5 separate regions of the Mus musculus genome follow, and all the other regions are linked to region 3. The links are chromatin contacts, called in public HiCAR-type, HiChIP or PLAC-seq and promoter capture Hi-C maps. All regions are on one chromosome and are shown on one strand. Each heading gives the region's core, a stretch centred on a gene start, on an enhancer-like site or on the middle of the called end of the contact. The rest is flanking DNA. Distances are from core to core; before and after follow the strand shown. Region 1 holds the start of Tnfrsf21 (tumor necrosis factor receptor superfamily, member 21). Region 2 has its middle 26 kb from the start of Tnfrsf21. Region 3 holds the start of Pla2g7 (phospholipase A2, group VII (platelet-activating factor acetylhydrolase, plasma)). Region 4 holds the start of Cd2ap (CD2-associated protein). Region 5 overlaps Tnfrsf21 (tumor necrosis factor receptor superfamily, member 21).

Region 1 (2,700 bases), core at 31-2,530, 550 kb before region 3:
ATTCTGTATTTAAGGATAGTATTTTTCAGAATTTAAAAAAATTTTTTACTGGAAACTTAATATTACAGCATTCCCCTTCAGGGTTTATGGTCAAGCTTTTTTAAATATATGTTTTATTTCTTTAACTGGCAGATGTTTGAAAGATGAGAGTAGGATTAATCCTCATATTAATTTTTAAATACATCTCATTCTTCCAAAGAATGCCGAGAAAAAGAACCAACTCTCCATGTAGTAACTGGCAAGGAAGGAAATAGGGCTCCTACCATGGCAACTCCCTGTCAGGGATGCTTAGTGTTGTTTCTGTCCAGGTTCCTCACTGCTGAGAACAAATAGCCAACAATACTGAGAGACGGGGAGGTTTCTTCTGGCTAACAGTTTCAGGGATACAGTTATTGCAGGAGAGGAGAGGAGAGGAGAGGAGAGGAGAGGAGAGGAGAGGAGAGGAGAGGAGAGGAGAGGAGAGGAGAGGAGAGGAGAGGAGGCAGCTGGTTAAACCGGGTCTGCAGTCAGGAAGCAGGGGAGCCACACATAAATGCCGAGACTACACTTGCTTTTTCCTTTTGCTCCACTGTGAGAACACAGCAGACCTCAAAACACAGCAGTTTGGGAACCAACACACACGTCTCTTTGTGTCTGGCAATTGATGTAAGCTCCATGGTTTTTGCTTTTTTTCTAGCTCCTTTAATTGATTGATTGATTGATTGATTGATTGATTGATTTCTGAGACTGGATTTTGCTCTGTAAGCCAGGCTTGTGTAGAACTCCAATTTTGGCTGGCCTGGAATTGGAGAAGTTCATATTCTCATTATACAGAGTGCTTAATGGCACCGTTATGCTCAGGTCATTCATTCATTCATTCATTCATTCATGCATGCATGCATGCATGCATGCATGAGATAGGAGTTTTCTGTGTAGCTCAGAATTTCCCTCCAACTTCAAATTCTCCTTCCTCAGCTTTCCTGGCAATGAAAATACAGGCCTGCGCCATTATGCGCAAGTTATATTGGCTGTTGTTAATATTTATGTTAGGAAAAGAAAATAGTCTCTGTTTTACATACAATCTACTTGGAATCATTTTTTTTTTTTAAAGTTAAGTCGGGGTGAGGGGTGTGTGCAGGTTAACAAGCAAACGCAATTCCTCCAGCTAACGCCAAGGGGCACCCTCTCCTTCCCCTCGGTTTCTGGAGCGCCTTGAGTTCTTTCCATCTGCACAAAGAGCCCGGCCTCCTCCCGGGTGACATCACAAAGGGTCGTTCTCCGCCCCTTCGGCGCCACCACGTGTGTCCCCGAGCTGAGTGGCCATCCGACTCAGTCCCTCGCCGGCCGGTCTAGGCAGCGGAGGAGGCGAGTGCTTGATAGTGGCTGGAAGCTTCGCTATGGGAAGTCGCTCTTTAGCACTGTCGCGGCTAGCCCTGCTCTCTGGTTCTCCGCAGCCGCTGTCGTTGGAGAGCACCGGGAGGCGCGGGTTGCGAGCGCGCCTGCTTCTCACCGCCCGGGCGCCAGCGCCCCTGGGCAGGTGCTGAGCGCCTTTCGGAGCCTCCCCTGCTGCCTCCCTCTTCCGCCTGGGTGCCTGGCTGCTGCAGTGCACATGGGCTGCTGGAGGTAGATGGGCTCACCGCCCGTGAGGCGGCGGTGGATGCGGCGCTGGGCAGAAACAGCCACCAATTCCAGCTGCCGTGGGGCCGAGCGCCCCGGGCGCCGCTGCGAGCCCCGAGCTCGGCCATGGGGACCCGGGCAAGCAGCATCACCGCCCTCGCCTCTTGCAGCCGCACCGCCGGCCAAGTCGGAGCCACGATGGTCGCCGGCTCTCTTCTCCTGGTGAGCGATAGGAGGGGACCCTAGGGTGGCGGCTACGTTCGAGCCTGTGTCCGGGAGCCGGGCGGGTCCTCGGGCCCGTAGTGCCGGAGGCGCGCGGTGGGACCAGACGGGTTGGAAGGGTTGGTTACAAGGCAATAGCCAGACCGAGGAGGACTCCTACTAGATCGTGTGTGTGTGTGTGTGTGTGTGTGTGTGTGTGTGTGTGTGTGTGGTGAGCTAAGGCTAGTGAGTGTTAAAGAATTATTTTTCTTGCAATCTGGCTGCTTGAAGGAGGCGCGAGAGGTGTCCGCCTCGAGGTCCTGCGCATTTTTGGGTTTTTGCCCCCGACTCGGCCTATCTCGCACCCCAACACCCAGCCTCACCCCAATATCATTCGCTGCCAGACCCTCGGCGCGGTGCGAGGCCCGAGTAGTCCTGTCAGTAGCCAGCTGCCGGTTGTGGCCGCTCCTTTGTCGCTACTGCAATGTCATGTCCGGATGCTACCGCAGTGGAGACAGCCGGATCGGTGCGCTCCGGACGCGAGCAACCGCTGCATGCTTCCGCGCGCGAAGCTTTCCGGAGTAGGGCGCAGGCCACCCCTTGCTTCAGCTTCCTTGCTTCTCTCCTCCCTCTTAGTTCAGATGGGTCCTGATTTCTGCAAGCCAAAAGAAGAAGAAGAAGAAGGAGCCCGGGTGGGTGGTGGGGGTGGGGTGGGAGGGGGAGGAGGAGAAGAAGGACCCAGAGACCCAGGCGCCTCTAAAGCACAGGCTTGGAGCCAACCGGCGCTGTGGCTCTCAGTCGAGGGGGAGGGGAAAGAGCTACATAAAGGACGATTAATTTTCCCCATCCTTTTCTTATTTCTCCCTTTCTGTGTTTAGACATGTCACCAAGCAAGATGATGCA
Region 2 (2,700 bases), core at 185-2,684, 580 kb before region 3:
TGCTCTTCACAGATGAGCCATCCCTCAAGTCCCCAAGAACTTGTTTCTCTTGCTCAGCTTGCACTCTCCAAGACTTAGGAAAGTGCTTAGTGAATAAGCTGGGGCACAAAAGATGCGGTTATAAGAAGGTGACGTAGGAGCCTCTGGCAAGCGATGCAGATGCCAATTCTCACTTGTGTTCCGGTCCCTCTCGCTTTTGTCAGTTTTAGAATGTTCTAGGCTGGGTTTGGTGCTGTCGTAGCACAGAGAGGAAACAGCATGAAGGACAACCAGGCCAGAGATAGTTGATGGTCTGAGCCTTTTGTTTGCTGGCTTCACTCGCTCCGCTGTTCTAAAGCTTCAGTCAATGGGTCTATGTTGAACCAGTTTCCGCTGTTCACTACAAAGATGCAATTGGAAGCCGAGGGAGGGAGGGAGAAGCTCTGGAGAGTATGGCTCAGTGGTTAAGAGCACTGACTGCTCTTCCAAAGGTCCTGAGTTCAAATCCCAGCAGCCACATGGTGGCTCACAACCATCTGTCATGGGATCTGACTCCCTCTGAAGACAGCTACAGTGTACTTAGATATAATAATAAATAAATCTTAGAAAACAAGTAGCTGAGGGAGGAGTTTTTTACTTGTCTCATCCAGGGTGCCTGGAGGATGACGGCGAGGCGCCACTTTGCTTACCTCACCAAGTGAGAGGGACAAAACATAGTTTTGATCTGCAGTAGCTTCGCGGTGAGCACCACATCTCCACCTAGTCCTCCGCTATTGTCGGCTGCTATGAACAGACCCTGCTGTCACCTGGCCATTTATCTCCATGGTCCTGTTTAAGCTCTAGCCTATTGACTAAGGGGATGCAAGTTGAAGTGGATGTCCCCACGTTTGAACACAGCACTACATGCTGGTATCTGAAATCTGAGTCACATCTAGGTCAGTCACATTTTCTAGATTTATGAGTCTAGATTTTATTTTTCCAGGTGTCTTGTTTTTCTGTCTCTAAATGATGACATCCACCCCCCTGCCTTCCCCCCCCCCCCCACACACCATATACCCTGGGTATGGTTATTTGTAGCAAAATCAATACTCTTGTACTTGAATAATTTTTTTCTTTGCATTTTGAACCAAGGTGTTTATTCACAAAAGGAAGAATTGTCCATTTGTCTGTCTGCTCAGTCTTTGGCTTAGCATAGGGCATGTGCAGAGGCTCAATAAAAATCTTTTGCCTCAATCAGTACATGGCACATGCATTACCTCAGGGTCATATTTGTAAATAGGTATGGGTGTTTGCCTACAGGTGTCTGTGCACCACTTGCATGCAGGTGCCTGAGGAGGCCAGTAGAGGGCATCAGATCTCTGGGAACTGGAGTTACAGATGGCTGTGAGTCACCATATGGGTATTGAGTACAAGAGAGACTCTGGAAGAGCAGACAGTGCTCTTAGCCACTGAGTCATCACTGTAGCCCGCATGCCATATTATTAAGGAGGCTGAACACCAAGTGATTCAGCCTCGCTACAGACAAGTAGAAACCTGTCTCTGGCCTCCTTAACCACAAAGTTGGGGGGCTTCCCTCGACACAGAAGCCAGAGAACCATTTGACACCGTTCCTCTGTCACAGGCTGTATCATTGGTCCATTTTCCACATGACACTGTGCATTCAAGCATTCATCTCTGCAGATCCCTGGGCAGTATGGCAGTGTGTGTGTGTGTGTGTGTTTGTGTGTGTGTGTGTGCTTGTGTGTGTGTGTGTGTGTGTGTGTGTGTGTGTGTGTGTGTTTGTGTTTGTGTGTGTGTTCTAATTGGAAAGGAAATCTTCACTTGCCTTTAAAGTGCAGTGCTACTATATTTCTTTGCAAATATATATACGTATATGCATATGTATATGCAGATGTATACACACACACACACACACACACACACACACACACATATCTCAAAGTTCCTTTCAGGCTGAAGAATCCATTATTGTCGGGCCAGTGAGATGACAGAGCAGTTTAAGGTATCTGCTGCCAAGTCTGATGACCTGAGCTCAATCCCTGAAATCCACACCGTGGAAGGGGAAAACTGTCTCCCACGAGTTGTTTTCTTGACCGCCACAGGTGTATGCAAATATGCATGTGCACGTGCACACAAGCACTAAATAAACAGAAAGTTTAAAAAATTAAGGTATATATTATTTACTATGTAAGAGAACATCAAAAAAGTCTTGAGAAGTACACCATGGGAGAAAACACACCTAGCCCTTCAAATAATTTGCCCTTCTAGAAAAATCCTGAAATAGCCCTTTCCCCATACAGTAGTAGAATGATAACATTATCTCAGAGATGAGCAGGCGTTTAAGGCTCAGCGGAACGGGAAGAGAGTTGGGTTTTTCTTCCTATTTGTTTTGAATAGCTCTGCTCCCGGGTCCTCTGCTTGCCCAGATGATCTGTGAAATGGGTGAGTGAGCAGCGCACCTCCCCAGCGCGACTGTTACTGACGTCAGCAAGCCTCATTAGCTGCTGTTTGTCTAACCAAAGGGAACAGCGGGTGGAGAGAATCTTAATGACCTGACTTCCCACACTGCAGGTGCCACTTGCCTGGTGTGCACGCTGAGATTGCATCAGCTGACTAGGCAAACAAGGAACAGTGGAAATGGGAGGCAGAGAAAAAGCCCAAGAGAGACTGCCCAGTGAGTGGAACTCGCTGCTCCATCCTGGGAGAGTGTAGCAGAGATGT
Region 3 (2,700 bases), core at 185-2,684:
CCTAGGGAACAGACACTTCTTGTAGGGAATGGAGACTTAATAACAATGTATAACAATGTGGCTCCTGTTTCCTTTTCACTGTTCCCGGTGGGGCACAGCCCAGTCTTTGAGAAGCAGAGGTTTAATCATAAACAGGAATGATCCTGGATTGTCTTTACTAAAATGGAGGCTGGCTGGTTCTTTAAGACCTCATGTGTACTAGGCAAGTGCCCTACCACTGATCAGTATTTTCAGGCCTCTATAAATATCCTATATTTACTTCTCAGTTATTGTGTTCGTCCGAAGAGGCTCTAGTAGACCTGAACATGGCAAACCTAGCTTTGTTAGGCCAGAGCCCTTCTCCTCTATCCCCTCTGCCTTGCTAAACTGTTAGATTACATTTCTAAAGCTAGACACCAAGGTCTCCTTCTTACTCTCCCTTGATCCTGCAGAAAATTATTGTTTTAAACTCATAAAGACTAAGTGAGAACTTAACCTAATCCAAAATAATCAAAAGTATAATACTGTAATACAACAGATAAATTTCAACCTAATTTCCCTAAAGTTTCTAAACAGCTTTAGATGAATGATCGGAAGATGGGTTTGAGGAGAAAACCTTTTTGCCGGGGAGATACAACACACATGTTAATGCACCCCAGAAAGGGAACCCAGACTGATCCATAGAACAATTTCCCCAGTGTCTAGCTTGGTGAACCAGTGAGTTCGTCAGGATTGGGGTTCCTAACAGAAGTATGGATGAAGGGGTACTCATAGGAGCAACTGCGTCACTCCCACACAGCACCACAGCTCCGTGGGTGCGAGCGATGACTCATTAAAGCCGCAATCCTGGAGCTCTCTGCACTTTTGTATACATCCTGGCAATCCAAATCTCTCCTTTGTTCTTCAGTCCTTAGAATCTCCAACCCCCCACCCCGCCCCCACCCCCGCCCCGCCCCCCGTTGTTTACACTTTTTATACCGCTGAGAAAGAGCCCTCAAGAATCTTCCAAATTTCTGCTCCTATAGAGAACCTTTCACATCTCCACCTCCACCCCCACGCCCTTGGAGAGGATGTTTGTATTTGCATGGAAATGTTTTTACAGCAATCATTAATAGCCTAGTCAGACTGAGCTATGAGACGGACTCTTCAATCACTCTGTTCCTCATAATCGCAAAGTAAGAAAGCTGGGTAGGGGCAGGCCTTCTAGTCTGGAACGTAATCTCCTCAAGAGGTGAAGCGGGATTCTGGGTACAAAGTAGCAAAATACGAGCTGCGCGGAACCTTTTAGATTCTCGACTAGTGTTCAGTGATTCCGTGAACTTTGCGGATATGGAGAACAGAACGGGGCTAGAAAGATAGGCTTGGGGATGGGCACAGCTCGTCGCGAGCCTGATGAGAATCGGGTGTCAGACTAGGAAACTAAGAGCCCATCATCACCCTCCCCGCCCCCCAGGCACAGTCAGGATCCACGCATGGGCGCTCGAAGAGGTCCAAGTGGTGGCTGTCCCTGGAGCTAGTGTTGTGTGAGCCTGAGTCGCAGCAGCTTGGAGCTGTCAGGAGGCTGGGCCACACGCTCCTCCCCTGTCCCTCTTGCACAGCAACCGGAGGAGGGGAGGGTCGAGCCTAAAGGTAGATTTTACGAGGAGGCTGTATGCTCAACCCACCTCTGAGTTATTCTATCCCCGGGGGTAAAAAGACTGTCTGGAAGCCTGCCGTGCTAGGATCTGACTCGCTCTGGTGGCATTGCTGCGCTCAGGGTTCTGGGTATCCGGGAGTCAGTGCAGTGACCAGGTAAGAAGCCCAAGGGCAGGGAAGGGCTTGTGATGGTGTCAGTGGGCTACTGCGGGGACGTGGGAGCGTGGTCCTCAAGGTGGGTGGGCTGGAACCACAACGTTCAAGTGTTTGGCTCAGGACTCACCTCGGAGCTCCCCAGAAACTGGCTCCAGAATTGTTGCGTGGAGGGGAGGGGTTGCTTCTGAGAAAGCCACCCTAAGAATTCAGAATTGAGGGGGCGGAAGCTGAACCCAGTGCAGCAGGGAAATGTGGTGTTCTTAGATCTCATCCTGGGACGTCCTTACAAGGAATATCCCAGATCTTCCCAGGTCTAAGAAGTTTGAAAACTGAATTATAAAAATAAAGCAATGCTGCTCTTTCTTGGGGCATCCGGCTGCTGGCCAGATGAAATGACCTTTAAGGCTGGATTTTTACAAAGCAAAGTAAGCTAAATAAATTAATTAATTAAAATTAAAATTAAAAAAAAATAAAAAAAGAACATGGTCCTCGATTGGGGCTTCCATTCTATCCCATGGGAATCACTTCAGGGTCGTGGGAAGGAAAAGAGGAAGGAAGGAAGGAAGGAAGGAAGGAAGGAAGGAAGGAAGGAAGGAAGGAAGGGAGGGAGGGAGGGAGGCAGGCAGGCTCTTACTCGCATGGTGTTGTCACCTCTAAAAGGCACGCAATCTGATTTGGGTGGATTACATTTGACCCAAATAAGATTGCTGAGTTGGGAGGCGCGCGCGTGTGTGTGTGTGTGTGTGTGTGTGTGTGTGTGTGTGTGTGTGTTCCCTGAAGCAAGAGGGCTGGTAAGCAAATTTTGAAGTCACATTGACCTGGGTCAAAACAAAGAGAAGGTCTGGAGGGTACTGGAGAACTGTCAGCACCCAGGCAGGTTTTTCTTACTGAAGGGACCCTAGTAACCTTATAGAAGAGATGGCTTACTGA
Region 4 (2,700 bases), core at 58-2,557, 690 kb before region 3:
AATGTTTGTCTCCTGAGTCAAAAAGCACTTGGTGTATAAAAGGTACACAAAGCAGGAGGGAAGCGGAGGGAGAATAAAATTAGAAGCTCTAAGAAAACAGAATAGCCAGTGTCTGTAAACACTAGCTAAATTTGTCTCCCACAAAACAAAGTGTGGGCACGGGGTGCCACATCAGCAGAGCTCCTGTTTTTGTTGGGCTTCTAAATCATCCGCTAGTTTCCTGAATTATTAATTTCAGTAATGGTTTTAAGCAGCATCGACTCTGGAGTGAGAACGTGATAATGTCTTTCTGATTTATACCACAAAACCAAATACTGGTCTTACACTTTTTGCCTTGTGGTAACACCAAGCTGGGGGCGGGGGGGCGGGGGAGAAACATACTTTTACTTTACTTTTAAATTATAACCATTCGAGGGAGCTCGTGTCTAGCCCAGACGCAACTTATCAAAAGAACTGTTACACCACTGAACAAAACTCCTTTTCAAAGAAGTCCGCTGCGACGCTTGCTCTCTCTCTCTCTGACTCCAAACGAAAACCTGAAGAACGCACAGAAAAACAACCTTGTGGCCCCGGTACTTTTGCTCGCCTCCAAGAAGGAAGTCTCCCTCCAAACAGGAAACAGCAAACAGCTCCTCCAGAGGTTCCAACTGGGAATCCTAGAATAACCGAACCCCTAACCCAGTCCTCAGGAGGAGGAAATTCGCCGCGCTGCTAGGTGCCAACACACCTGACAAGGCAGACGACGAATACCAGGAAAAACGATTTCAAAAAACTGACCCACGAAAAGAGGAAGGGGAGAGAAGTCACAAATCACTGCCAAAAAGCCCAGCCGATCGCAAAGAGAATTAAGTTTCTTCCTGTGCTTCCAATTCTCTATGACAAAATGTCTGTGTGTGTGTGTGTGTGTGTGTGTGTGTGTGTGTGTGTGTGTGTGCGCGTGCATAGTAGATGTGGGGGTGTGAGTGCATTCTTTTTTAAACCAATCTGTACCAAGCCACCGAGTAGCAGAGCTGCAAGTGCCACTTTCTCAAGTTCGCGATCGCCCTCCCCCATGGAAGTCAGGGGCTCCCAGAGGGCGCAGGGCAACGGGTCACGGGTTCGAGCCCCGCTGTCCCGCACAAGGACCGACGAGGGGAGAGCCCGATTGGAGCCGACCCGCGTGCGAGGAGCCCAGTGGCCGGCGCGGTAGTGCTTACCCATGCTGCGGCTCTGGCGGGGAGAGCGCGGCCCCGCGGCCCCTTCTGTGCACCGGCTCAGGCGCGGCGGGGAAGCGACTCCATCCGCCCGCGGCGCGCTTGGCCGCTCCTCACGCCCGGCCTCGGCCGCAGCCCCGGCAGGCGGGGGTGGGAGGGGGGGTGGAGAACGGGGTCCGCGCCTGAGCACAGGGCGCACTCAGCCACGCTCCCGGGCCGCTTCCGCTCGCAGCTGGCTGAGGCACTTGGCGGGGTCTCGCACGGTCAGCCCGCACCCGCTCCCTCGGAGGCGGAGCGCGCCACGCTCGAGAACGCGGTGGCAAGCCACGGGCCCAGTGTGAAGAGAGTCGGGACCCGGCTGGGGCGAAATCTCGCGAGAACGATCTGGGATTCCCGGCCACGCCCCCTGCGGCCCCCGCGCGCGCCACCCAGGCTCCGGCAGCTGGTGCCAGGTGCGGTGACGTCACGCGGGGGCGCGCGCCACCATCCTCCAGGTGTGGCGGGCTGCGGGCACTTGGTCTCCCTGGGGTGTACGACACAGCTGGCTGCCCGGCCCATACAGATACCAAAGGGGTTCTGCAAAATGAGCCCCGGTTACCCCACTTTCTTTTTTCTTTCTTTTTTATTTATTTTTTTTTTTTGCAAAGGTGTCGCTTGTGAGAGATCTAAAAGAGAACAGCTATGGGAGCGAGAACTTCGAAGTTCAAGGCGGGGTCCCCTTCCCCCCCCCGCAAATGTGGGGACCCCACAGTTCACCTACAGAGTTCCCTGCGGGTCAAAAGCAATGTTTTTCTTTGGGGTGGGTGAGAAACGCAGTGAATTTTTCATAGGCATACATTATTGTATTCCTTGAGTCTCTTGTTGGCCAAAGATGACTTCCTACACCCTCTTTTGAAATAGAAATCGTTCTAAATTAGGCATCGTGGTTTGAAACATTGCCAGGCATTATTTTTTTTTTCCTCTAGAGTCAATATGAAGGCCGGCGTAGGATTATTGTAATCAAACACGAGCTTTCTTCAACTTATTGACAAATTTAATTAATATGACCTTAATTTTCCTCCCCTCCTATTTGAAAAAGTCAACTTCAAGGCCTGAGCAAGTATGGGGGAGCAACGTGTTGACTGCCAACTATTGTGCCTAGTGTTGGTTTTTTGTTTTTTTTTTTTTTTTCAAGAAATTACGCCTTTGAATTCTCACAGCTACCGGACACTTAAACTGCTTTGCCCGTTGGAACCAGGCCGACTTGGGTCTCTGAAACTCAGCTCTGCCGTTTATTTTTTTGTAGGTCCCTGGGTGAATGAACCTGACTGGAGCTTTAGCAGTTAATGTGTTAAAAGAAATGTTTATTTACAGTGTAGAACAAGAGTAGAGACTTTGTAAATAGCCATTCCCACTCCCTCCTATAGCCCCGCTTTGAGCATCTTTCACTACTCCTAAAAAGATTGCCAATGGTGAATTCTGAAGCAAAACTTGTAGAAACAAGTGGATAAAACAGTTGCAATTAGTT
Region 5 (2,700 bases), core at 102-2,601, 540 kb before region 3:
TTGTGAGCACCTGTAACCCCAGCATTATGGAGGCTGGAGACAAGGAGGCTTGCTGGAGCTTGCTGGCTGCCAGTCTTGTTAAAATGGCAAGCTCCAGGTTTGATGAGAGAGCCCTGTCTCAAGTCAACGAAGTGGAGAGCGATGGAGTAGGACACTCTACATCCTCCTCCGGCTTCCCCGTGGGCATGTGCACCTGTACACACACATGCATATACCACACACACACACACACACACACACACACACACACACACACACACACACGCTAACGTCAATGGCACAGATCTGTTGTAACCTTTAAGCTACCAAGGGATCTCTTGTTTATCTGAAGGATGAGGTAATGGAAGTGGAATTGCTGAACAATAAGTAGATGTCTACATTCTGACATGGATTCACACATCCGGGTGCTTCTTGTCTTCAGTCAGGCCCACCTGTGCTGTAAACTGCAAGTGACACATCATAGGTGTGCTATAGGCCACCAGGATGCACAGTGAGACTCTGGAAGCCTTCACAGTCAGTCACCTGCACCAAGTGCTGCTCTCCACTTGATCTCTGCTTCTCTCGTTTAAGCTTCTAATCATTCAATAAACACTTGTAGTGTTTTTGGTTGTTGTTGTTTTTAACCAAATACAGTTTGAGACAGCATGCTGATACTTGATGCATCTATCCACTGTTGTAGTTGACATTCCTTTTTTTTTTTGATTAGATGTTTTCTTTATTTAGATTTCAAATGCTATCCCTAAAGTTCCCTATACCCTCCCTCCGCCCTGTAGGTGACATTCTTAGATACATGGAATTTTCATAATAATCGCAGTTTAAACACAGAGAGAATCTAACCTTCTTATATTGCTTATAATCTTAAGCACAAAGTGTAATCTTCTCTTTTTTTCTTTCTTTTAAATGAGAGAAGAATATTTGAACTCTTTAGTATATTAGCTTTTTATTTTGAGTATCACGAAGAAGCTAATTCTTAGAAGCCAATTATAGTTCTGTTAAGAGAGAGTAATGGGGGGCTGGAGAGAAGGCTCAGAGGTTAAGAGCACAGGCTGGCCAGGCATGGTGGCGCACGCCTTTAATCCCAGGACTTGGGAGGCAGAGGCAGGTGGATCTCTGAGTTCGAGGCCAGCCTGGTCTACAGAGTGAGTTCCAGGACAGCCAGGGCTACACAGAGAAACCCTGTTCTGCATTATAGATTCCAGGGAAGACACACAGAGTATAAGTGTGTAAGTAAGAAAACGATGACAACCATATAGGGAAAAGAAGAAACCGAGGAGGGCTTTACAATTGGGGATGGGAGGCAGGGAGAGCACCCAGGAGGAAGTCTTGTCTCTCTGGATGATTTTGCTTTTTCTCAGACGTCAGGGGGAAGTGAGAGTTTGAAGCCGAGTGTGAAGGAACCAGATTGAGCGTGTGAGTTAGAGTGGGTGGAGAGAGAGAGAGAGAGAGAGAGAAAGAGAGAGAGAGAGAGAGAGAGAGAGAGCGAGCACTCTGCTCATAAAGAAACTTATGGGGGAGACCAGGAAGTTTCTATGAGCAGCTGGTCTCTGCAATGTTTGTATTTCTTTAGATGCCCATGCTGGGAGCTGGCAGATTTCACCTATAAAGGGCCAAGTGATAACAGTAAGCTAACTGAGGTTTCTGGGCAGAATGGTCTCTGTCATAGCTTTGTCGCTTTCCCACAGTAGCCTGAAAGCAGCCACGAGTGCTAGCTACATCAGTGTCTGGACTCTAGGAAGCTTGTTTATAAGACGAGCTGGTATGTTGGCATTCCTTTGCTGGCCCCTGGCTTGAAGGATGGTTTGCTTATTATTTTCCTAGTGTTCATTAGGTAGTTGAGCAAGTGAGGAAGTATAGTCTGTACAGTAGTCCCTGGCCTTGAGCTGCTTATAAGCATTAAGGAAAGATAAGTATATACACTTACGGTACTGCCAACCAACATTAAGAGACACTATGTAATTAGACGCTGGTACAATAGACAGAAACAGGAAGTGCGATGGGCTAGTTGCTCATCTGCTTGGCATCTGGGTGTTTAGAAAGAGATTTAAAGGCTACATAAGGATGGCAGGATTTGACAGAATCACAACACGCAGGAGGGTAGAATTGGTTGAATATTACTACTGAGTTCAACCTGCTCATTTCCTAAGTGAGCAACCCAGGATCCTGTTGACTTCCCAACAGGTTGGGTAAGAACATGCCTTCTCTTTTCAAAATCTTTGTCCAGTTCTTTTCCTGACTTTTTCTGCTTGATCCACCCAGGGATGTTTATGTACGTATGTTTGTGTATATGTTTTATATTGTTAGGGGTGAGAGAATGGGGTCGCTCCAGGTTATCGATTGCATTTAGGATGTCAAAAGACTGGGACCAGGGTGATCGTGTCTGCTACTTGGACTGATGTGGAGAGAAGAGAAGCTAGGTGAGGGGTATGGGAGGGAAGAAGCAGTTGTGCACAATAGAAAACTATACCCTGACCTATATACATGCAAGAAAGCAGTCAATGAAGTCTTGGTGGGAAGACCCTCTGAAGTAAGACATACCCATCCTGTTGGTTGCGTGCCTAGCCTTTAATGGCTAAGCCAGCTCTGTAGAATATGCTCATTCTGTTGAAGAACTCTGAATTGTTAGAGTGAGACAGTTTGTATGTTAAAACAGACAGGTCTTGGTGATGTAACAGAAGTTAGTAAAAGAGAAATCACAGAGCA

The links. HiCAR-type assays count read pairs that join an accessible place to other places. HiChIP or PLAC-seq counts read pairs in DNA pulled down with a chosen protein or histone mark. Capture Hi-C pulls out chosen DNA fragments and counts their contacts.
Region 1: a promoter capture Hi-C map of adipose tissue shows a contact between it and region 3, with 4 times the contacts expected there. The contact joins the promoter of Tnfrsf21 here to the promoter of Pla2g7 in region 3. A contact is called at or near these places in 12 of 39 promoter capture datasets (the 3T3-L1 cell line, the C10 cell line, cranial neural crest and 7 more), 7 of 115 datasets of contacts at active chromatin or transcription factors (astrocytes, bone marrow-derived macrophages, embryonic stem cells and 4 more) and 1 of 9 other capture datasets (adipose tissue).
Region 2: a FOXA1 HiChIP or PLAC-seq map of pancreatic cancer cells shows a contact between it and region 3. The contact joins the enhancer-like site here to the promoter of Pla2g7 in region 3. A contact is called at or near these places in 6 of 39 promoter capture datasets (the C10 cell line, cranial neural crest, embryonic stem cells and 2 more), 2 of 115 datasets of contacts at active chromatin or transcription factors (large pre-B cells and pancreatic cancer cells) and 1 of 9 other capture datasets (adipose tissue).
Region 4: a contact with region 3 is called in a HiCAR-type map of astrocytes, with 2.8 times the contacts expected there. The contact joins the promoter of Cd2ap here to the promoter of Pla2g7 in region 3. A contact is called at or near these places in 2 of 39 promoter capture datasets (both in the C10 cell line) and 3 of 115 datasets of contacts at active chromatin or transcription factors (astrocytes, bone marrow-derived dendritic cells and pancreatic cancer cells).
Region 5: an H3K27ac HiChIP or PLAC-seq map of microglia shows a contact between it and region 3, with 7 times the contacts expected there. The contact joins the enhancer-like site here to the promoter of Pla2g7 in region 3. A contact is called at or near these places in 4 of 39 promoter capture datasets (embryonic stem cells, hippocampal neurons, liver and 1 more), 7 of 115 datasets of contacts at active chromatin or transcription factors (bone marrow-derived dendritic cells, embryonic stem cells, large pre-B cells and 2 more) and 1 of 9 other capture datasets (adipose tissue).

What each region holds. Positions count from the first base shown.
Region 1 is chr17:43,015,275-43,017,974 of GRCm38.p6, forward strand. Tnfrsf21 (tumor necrosis factor receptor superfamily, member 21) reads left to right here and starts at 1,281. Exons shown (of 6, transcript NM_178589.3): 1 at 1,281-1,818. The coding sequence starts at 1,723.
Region 2 is chr17:42,988,792-42,991,491 of GRCm38.p6, forward strand. No RefSeq gene overlaps it. Among named protein-coding and RNA genes, the nearest start is that of Tnfrsf21, 26 kb to the right of the region's middle. Within about 2 kb of position 1,435, at least 51 of the 459 cell types and tissues checked have an H3K27ac peak or open chromatin away from gene starts, as enhancers often do. A contact at or near this core is called in pancreatic cancer cells, where this site is marked.
Region 3 is chr17:43,567,017-43,569,716 of GRCm38.p6, forward strand. It overlaps Pla2g7 (phospholipase A2, group VII (platelet-activating factor acetylhydrolase, plasma)), which reads left to right and starts at 1,435. Exons shown (of 12, transcript NM_013737.5): 1 at 1,435-1,770.
Region 4 is chr17:42,875,117-42,877,816 of GRCm38.p6, forward strand. Cd2ap (CD2-associated protein) reads right to left here and starts at 1,308. Exons shown (of 18, transcript NM_009847.3): 1 at 1,197-1,308. The coding sequence starts at 1,200.
Region 5 is chr17:43,031,305-43,034,004 of GRCm38.p6, forward strand. All of the region lies in intron 1 of Tnfrsf21 (tumor necrosis factor receptor superfamily, member 21), which reads left to right. Among named protein-coding and RNA genes, the nearest start is that of Tnfrsf21, 16 kb to the left of the region's middle. Within about 2 kb of position 1,352, at least 42 of the 459 cell types and tissues checked have an H3K27ac peak or open chromatin away from gene starts, as enhancers often do. A contact at or near this core is called in adipose tissue, bone marrow-derived dendritic cells and microglia, where this site is marked.